Linked DNA regions of Capsicum annuum: region 2 is linked to region 1. The links are chromatin contacts, called in public Hi-C maps. All regions are on one chromosome and are shown on one strand. The core of a region is the stretch at or near the end of the contact, and the rest is flanking DNA. Distances in the headings are between cores, read along the strand shown. Region 1 has its middle 6.5 kb from the start of LOC107878182. Region 2 overlaps LOC107878268 (serine/threonine-protein kinase PBL34).

Region 1 (4,145 bases), core at 667-3,166:
AAGCCTATAGATATGGTATCTATGCGAGAAGTAATTGTTATTGATGAGAAATAATTGTCCAATTATTTCAAACAAGATTAGCAAACAAACATGTCGAAATAAGGTAAATACGTGAGGAAATGATACCCATTAATTTATTGTGAGACAAGTGAAAAAATAATGAACATATACTATCATGCGGAAATTTATGTCGAACATGCTAACAATGCTTAAAATTAGTTCTAACATGCTGAAAAATATGCTAATGCGCAATAATTTCATGTTAACATACTGAAATTGCATTAATGTGTTGAAAAGAAACAATAACATACTTAATCTATAATTTAACATGCTGAGAATGCTTAAACATGCTGGACATTAGTGGTTTTATACAGAAACACAGTTTTAACATGCTAAAAATTTAATATTGACATGCTAACATGCATGAACTCTACTATTTTGGCATGCTGAAATGTATTAACATGCAGAAAATTAATTGTTAACATGCTCAAGAGTACTAACATGCTTAGACTCGTGTTAACATGCTAAATTATACGACGACATATTAAGATTACTTAAGCCCAATGTCTAACATGCTGAAAATTGTTTAAACCTACTGTTTAACATGCTAAAATATATATTAATATGCAGGAGTTTTATGTTAACGAACTCTAAAACATTGACATGCCTTATTTTGTATTAATATGCTACAACATATAATGGCATGCTTAAAGTCACTTTAATGCGTTGATATGCTAAAAATATATTAACATGGTTAAATCTAATTCAATATGTCAACATACAAAATATATTGATAAGCTTAATGTCAATCTAATTTATGAAGCCGGATTCAATTAAATCCTAAAATTAAGAATTCTAAGCGGATAAATTAATAAACCTTAAATTGACTGCTTAAACGATTCATATGTTAATAAGTTCCAAGATTGTGTGCCTAAATAATTCACGTAGCACGTAACAAACAGAAAACCTAAGTTGTGTCTATCTATACTATTCATAGAGCACGTAAGTCTACGCCCTATGCAGTCCCCAATAATTATACAATAATAATAACGTTTATACAAAGTTATTACAACACTATGAATCGAAAATTAATAAATGAACAAAGAAAGAAAAAGTGCAGCCCTCCTCCATGAACTTTCCGGCGATTCTTCAAATACCCAAGAGAGATCCCACGTGATCTTGAAAATTTTCACCATAAATAAATAGTAACGAGACTATCACATTATTCAAAAAGTGAGTAAGTTAATCAATACAGCTTAATCACACAACTATTTACCATAAATGTTTAAATATCACAATTCATTACCCGTTGGATTCTCCATGGACAAGCGAGTAACTAGTTAAATTTAAAAAGGGCAAAATATGACATATCTAAAGGGAGAGAGAACAGGGGTGCAGCATTTTGACATGAATCATGCTAAGTGCAATCAAACAAAATAATCCTACAAATGTATGTGTAAAAGTTAGCATAGGAAGACCATGAATTTGAAGTAATTTTCACATATTTCAGACACACGTAAGTCACCAAAATGTTAAAAATTTTAACAAATTTCAACACAATATTATCAACCTCGGCAACCAAACCAAAGGGTAGAAATGATTTGAGACATAAGCATAAAAAATTAAAAACGGAATTAAATCTGGGGATGGGTTCTTGAGAACCCATTATCTTCCGGTGTTGCGAGAATGTACGGGGAAGGGGGGACGGAAGCGGCAGCTGCAGTTTCGCTGGGGGCGGCTCTGGTTCGAGCTTATGCCGGCGGCTGGTGGCTTGAAAGGAGAACGTAGGGGCGGCTGGTTGTTGTGGCGGCTGGCGATGGAGAGCCGAGGGATTTGGTGGCGGTGGTAAAGGCGGTGCAACGGGACTGGTCCCTGGTCGGCGATGGTTTCGCGTTGTTGGTTGTTCGGCGGCGGCGATTGGTTCGCCGGAGAGAGAGAAGAGAGCGGCGGCCATGGCTGTTGGGGTTCATGACGGCGACGGTGGTTCGCGACTGGAGAGGAAGGGGAAGTGGCCGGCTTTGACGGCGGTTGGCGGCGGTGATATGACTGCTTTTAGAGAGAAGAGATAGAGAGGAGAGGGAGATAGAGAGAGAAAGGTCGGTGGCTATTTTTGTTGAAAATGGATTTGGCTTAGGGTATTGGCTTAAAAGAATTAGATTGAGTTGATCTCAGTCGTTGGATCAACTTTGATCAACGACTGAGATTAAGGTATTTAAAAATAGGTCCTAAATTGCGATTTAAATAGGTACCTAATTGATATTCAATTTTAACTAAAATTGATATCAATTGAAATAAAAATGGCTAGAAATTAAATACAAGAAAGAAAAATTAAATAAACGTAGCTGTTAGTTCAATAAATGTAATAAAATAGGATGTCCCTATGAATGCTACGTAAAATTATTATAAAGATTGTCAATAATAATAATAGTAATAATAATAATAAATAAAAACAAAAATAATATATTTAAAAAATGTGAGTGTGCATATTACGAAAAAGACTTAATAAATATTGATAAATTATGTAGAATAGTTAAATTAATAAATAATAATGATAAAAGTCATAAAATAATTTGTATATGTGTAAATCAAAAGTGTGACACGTCAATATCTATTTGACACAAGAATAACATGTAAAAAATATTAACATTTGAAATTAATAATTTTATTAAAATAGTAGCCTAAAGGAGTACCGGGCAGTCAAAATTGATTTCATTATGATAGATGATTCCTCGCAATAAATCATTGCAATTCTTTGGTATCTAACTCAAAAACGTCTTTGTCACATGTAGAATAGATTAATTAATAGAAAATTCTTTTTTTATTTTGTATTGAATAATGACAAATCTTTTTTCTATTATGAAAATACGAGCTAGGTTACATAGTAACAGGTGGGTACACTAAAGCTCTTAAAATGCATGAGGGATTCTAAAACGGGTGGACCACAATAATTGTGGATAAGGCTCTGTTGCATATAATAAAAACGTTTCTTATGAACTTTTTTTATTATTATTTGTAGAAATTGATATCACATTCAATTAATAGAATAATGCTAAAAGTGGTATTTGTATAAAAAAAAAAATTATAGTATAAATAGTGACACCATATAAGGACAATAAAGGAACATTACAAAGTTTTAGTTAGGAGTCATTTTTCTCTTTGGAGTAGAAATATAGATTCTGGGAGATTGGGGTTGTCTAAAACGCTCGAAGATGTTAATTATTTAGTGATCAAGCTGATGATAAAATTAGAAAAAAATTGTGAGATATAGTAGGACTCGATGAAGTCTACACTTGCATGAACTAGCGGAATAGTTTGTTGATGCATAGTTTATACAATAGATCTGTAAATTAAATTTTACATTGTAACAAATCGTTGCTTAGTTTACGTGTAATTTTCTTCTTTAATATCAAATATACGTGCAACGACGTACCTTAAACTAGTATTTTTTAAAATTATAATGTTAATCTGTCAACATTATTTGTAAATGTAAATAATATTTTTTTCCCAAATTATACGACATCTTTCAAATTTTGTGATTTAATAAAGTTTTTCTTCTATCATAATTTTTTTGATATATCTTTTAAATAGTTTGAATTATCAATTGTTATGACTTGTTGTATTTTTTCATGTAACTTTATAATATGTAGATATTATTTTAAAAAATTTAAAGATTTTATCTCCAAATTTCAAGTGAAAATAAAATTGATTAACTTTAAAATTTGAATTGTGTCACATAAATTAGAACAAAAAAATCATGATACCTTTTGAACATTAATTTATGTGACACAAGTGAAATCTTGAGAGTCAAATATTTTTTTTAAAATTATTAATTATTATGATCTAGAATAATTTTTACATTATTTTCAAATATATAAATTATATGGAAAAAAAATCTTTGACTATTGAAATATTTTTTATGCAAATGAAAATACAAATTATAAAGAGCCATAATATTCTCAAATAAATTAAAGGGGAAATTTCAGAAATAGCAACTATAGAGTCTTAATTGCAACTTTTATAGCAACAGTTTCACAATTACGAAAAATAGCAAATTGTATTTTGTATTTAAGTAAACTGTTGTTATACAAATACATATACAACAAATTTTCTGTCCTTATTTTACTCAAATTAGTTGAGTTAAATAA
Region 2 (4,145 bases), core at 688-3,187, 220 kb before region 1:
TTGATCCCTTAAAATGAGGCATTTGAGATTGGCTTCTAAAGGAATATTATAGGATTACTTTAGGCAAAGTTTGAAGGGTAGCCTTGGAGTAACTGGTAAAGTTGCTGCCATGTGACCAGGAGGTCATGGGTTCAAGTTGTGGAAACAACCTCTTGCAGAAATGCAGGATAAGGCCGTGTAAAATACACCCCGGCAGTCTGGCCCTTCCCCGGACCCACCATAGAGGGATCTTTAGTGCTTACTTTAGGCAAAGTTTGTCAATTGACATATGTTTTGGATTGACTTTACACTTGTGCATGAATTCCCTGATTTTTGTTTGGAAGTTATAGTTCATGCATCTTTCTGCTGAGTGATGCAATGCATGAGCATTTTCCAGCATGATCTATGGTTCAGCCACTAAAAATCATAGTTGGGAGGGTTTGGTGATTCTTGGGAAAGACAAATGGTTACACCAAATGCTAATCTTAATTTGCCTTGTATGCTTTTTATGTTTCCAATTTTCTGCTTTTAGCATATTTCTTGAATAACCATAATATGATGACTTTTATCTCTTATGATTTTCAGTATTCCAGTCTGTATCTGGTGAAGTGATTTTCTTGTTTTGGATCTGGTGAAGTGATGTTTGTACTTACGATGTTCTAGAACAAATGATTGTGTTCTTACCAATGATTTTTGCTCTAGATTTTTATGTCTTGCATATCCTTCATGAAAATTTTTAATAATATATTTATTATCAGGGTCCCTGCCTCTTCCATGGTCCATCCGCATGAAGATAGCATTGGGTGCAGCAAAAGGTCTTGCTTTTCTTCACGAGGAAGCAGAAAGACCAGTGATATACCGTGATTTCAAAACATCCAACATTCTGCTAGATGCGGTGTGTTCAAACACATAGGCAAATTGATCTCTCGCCCATTTTTATCGTTCTTCTAATAATACGTTCTCTCAGGATTACAATGCCAAACTTTCTGATTTTGGACTTGCCAAAGATGCTCCAGAGGGCGACAAGACCCATGTTTCTACTCGTGTCATGGGAACATATGGTTATGCAGCTCCAGAATATGTGATGACAGGTAAAATCTCAATCTCCATTGCTAATCATTTTAATCTAGTTTGCTATCGATGTCTCTGTATGAATCCATGATCTGGACCACAGTTGAAAAGCTCTTGAATGTTTTCTCACATCTGCTGAGTGGAACTTAAATTAAATGTGTGCCACTCTTTTGTCTCAGGACATTTGACATCAAAGAGTGATGTCTACAGTTTTGGTGTAGTTCTGCTTGAAATGATGACAGGTAGGAGATCCATGGACAAGAACCGGCCAAATGGGGAACACAACCTTGTTGAGTGGGCACGGCCACATTTGGGTGAAAGAAGAAGGTTTTATAAATTGATAGATCCTAGACTTGAAGGGCATTTTTCAATAAAAGGCGCGCAGAAAGCTGCACAGTTAGCTGCACGATGCCTTAGTCGGGATCCCAAAGTCAGACCTATGATGAGTGAAGTGATCGAAGCCTTAAAGCCGTTGCCAAACCTCAAGGACATGGCCAGCTCCTCCTACTATTTTCAGACGATGCAAGCAGACCGAGTTGCGTCAAGCCCAAATACAAGAAATGGACTTAGAACACAGGGATCGTTCTCAAGGAATGGACAACAGCATCCGAGAAGCTTATCGATTCCAAATGGTTCTCATGCTTCTCCATACCGACATCAACTTCCTCAGAATTCGCCAAATCCAAATGACAAACCATAGAATCAGATTGGCAGTAATCTATTTGTACCATTCTTTTCTTTCCCCTCTATATTTTGTTGGCCTACATTTATGCTTGTAGACTGGCAAGGGAATAGAAGTGCACGTACACGTGATCTATGAGTGCGCTCAACTCCTACTTGAAAAGAGTGTAGGGTAACCACCATGTAGTAATTATATTTCTGTGTTCAGATAATTCATTCTCTTCCCTTTCACTTCAGCCCACATCATAGGGGGAACTAGTAAAGGAAAGGGATTCTCTCTCTCTCTCTCTCTCTCTCTCTCTCTCTCTCTCTCTTTTGGGGTGAGTGGGTGGGAAGGGATGTTAATTGCAGATTCATTTAGTGTTAGTGTAGCTTAGCACATAGAAAGGGGTCAAAATATCAAATTTTGAACTGCAATATTCTCGTCTTAGCGGATGGTAGTGTACTTTTGTTTCTTTCCATTTATTGTTTGACAGATGAGCAGATTTCCTTGATGAAGGCAATCTATGTATCTGGACTAGCCAATTACTAAACATCACGGACGACCATCCTATTTATTCTGTTAGGAGAAAATAGAGAAGTTTGCGTATTTTTTTTTCTTGAAAGAAAGAGCAAGCGAGGCGCTCATGCTTTCTCCAAAAGTTGGTCATATTTTTAGGAACATATAATTTAGACAATCTATCTTGATGCAGATATCAGTAGTTAACTTTGCGACTTGAACTATTACAGGTCATGCAAAATCAATTTTATTGTTGCTCGAGGTCTCTTCATGATTCTTAATCGAGAGAATTTTATTGTTGCTCCAGAGTCTCTTCTTAACTGATTTTCTTTGAAATCCAATAATCAAAAGAAAGAATTTCTTTAGAAGAGGAGATGGACGCAAAATCTATTAAAATATGACCCAAAATTTCCCCAGAATATTGTGGTGCTAAAGGAAAGAGTATTTGGGGGACAGTTCCCGGCAACTGCTGTTCAGGGGTGTGTGTATATATATATATATATATGTATATATAGGTTTAGGTGTGCGCCTTGCCCGTGTATTTTACTTTGAAGAGTTCAAACATTACACTAAATAGGATATTTGTTTAAATAATAAAGATGAATATAATAATTAAATTTAATATCTTTTGTGTATGTAAAGGTGGAGGATTTATTTATTAAACCTAATCTTTACAAAAAATATTTTTAAAAGTCAATTGATATTCATCTACCATATAAAAATTGCAACAAAATAATACAATGATAGAGACATCAAAATAATACACTTAAATCTAATCTTTACACAATTTTTTTCAAAGTCGTTCGACACTCATCTACCACCTATAAACAATAACAAAATAATACGATAATGGAGATATCAAAATAATACAACTAAATCTCACCTTTACATAAAAAAATTCTTCAAAGCCGACCAACATTTATCTATCAGCTGTAAACTGCAACAAAATAATACGATAAAAATGATATCAAAATAATACAATTAAACTTAATTTTACACACAAAAATTTCTCAAAGCCGATCGAGATTTATTTACGAACTATAAACTACCACAAAATAACAAACTAATAGAGATATTACGATAATACAATTAAACCTAACCTTTACCTAAAAAAAATTTTCAAATCCGAGCTACATTCATCTAGCACCTGTAAATTAAAATTAAACAATAAGATAATAAAGATATCAAAACAATACAATTAAATCTAACCTTTACCCAAGAAATTCTTCAAAGCCAACCGACATTCATCTACGACCTGTAAACTATAAAAAATAATATAATAGTGATCACAAAGCTTCGATTTTGATCCAACTAATTCTTATCTGAGTGAAAATTTTGACCTTAGAGTGATTTTGAATGAAAACAAAGAAGATATATATATACACATACATGTTGAATTCTATTATACTGACAAAAATAATGAAGAAGTTGAGGGTTAGAAAATCAAGCATCCACCGATCTAGACATGCAATCAAATCAAGTTCGATGAGCATCAATCATATTCTCCCAATAGGCAAACCAGTTTGTTCTCTAGTTTAACGTACATTTCAATATTTATAAAGGTATTTCCTTAATAGAGTCATATTTTAGGAGTATTTTTCTAATTGAATAATAGAAAGAAAAATATTAATTAATTCTCCTGCCATATATATTTAAGGAGTCCCATATATTTTAGGAAGGCTAGTAGAAAGGAAAAATTAATTAATTCTCCTACCATATATTTTAGAAGTCCCATATTTTTAGGAAGTCTAGTTAATATAATAAAAATAATTAAATAATAAATTAAAAAAATAGTGAAAAGACAGTTTTGTCTAAAAAAAAGTCTTTTAATGAAGGCATAAAGTTCAAATCACTTTTCTAAGGGTCTTCACGCTTTTAATATTATATATATACATACATACATATATATATATAT

The links. Hi-C and Micro-C count contacts between places; a contact is called where the count stands out from the background.
Region 2: a contact with region 1 is called in a Hi-C map of bud, with 4 times the contacts expected there. The contact joins two enhancer-like sites. A contact is called at or near these places in 3 of 5 Hi-C or Micro-C datasets (bud, leaf and placenta).

Annotation. Positions count from the first base shown.
Region 1 is chr1:91,451,937-91,456,081 of UCD10Xv1.1, reverse strand. No RefSeq gene overlaps it. Among protein-coding and RNA genes, the nearest start is that of LOC107878182, 6.5 kb to the right of the region's middle. Within about 2 kb of position 1,916, at least 5 of the 5 cell types and tissues checked have an H3K27ac peak or open chromatin away from gene starts, as enhancers often do. A contact at or near this core is called in bud and leaf, where this site is marked.
Region 2 is chr1:91,672,458-91,676,602 of UCD10Xv1.1, reverse strand. LOC107878268 (serine/threonine-protein kinase PBL34) reads left to right here. Exons shown (of 6, transcript XM_016725204.2): 4 at 738-874; 5 at 947-1,070; 6 at 1,230-2,012. The coding sequence ends at 1,750. Among protein-coding and RNA genes, the nearest start is that of LOC107878268, 14 kb to the left of the region's middle. Within about 2 kb of position 1,937, at least 4 of the 5 cell types and tissues checked have an H3K27ac peak or open chromatin away from gene starts, as enhancers often do. A contact at or near this core is called in bud and leaf, where this site is marked.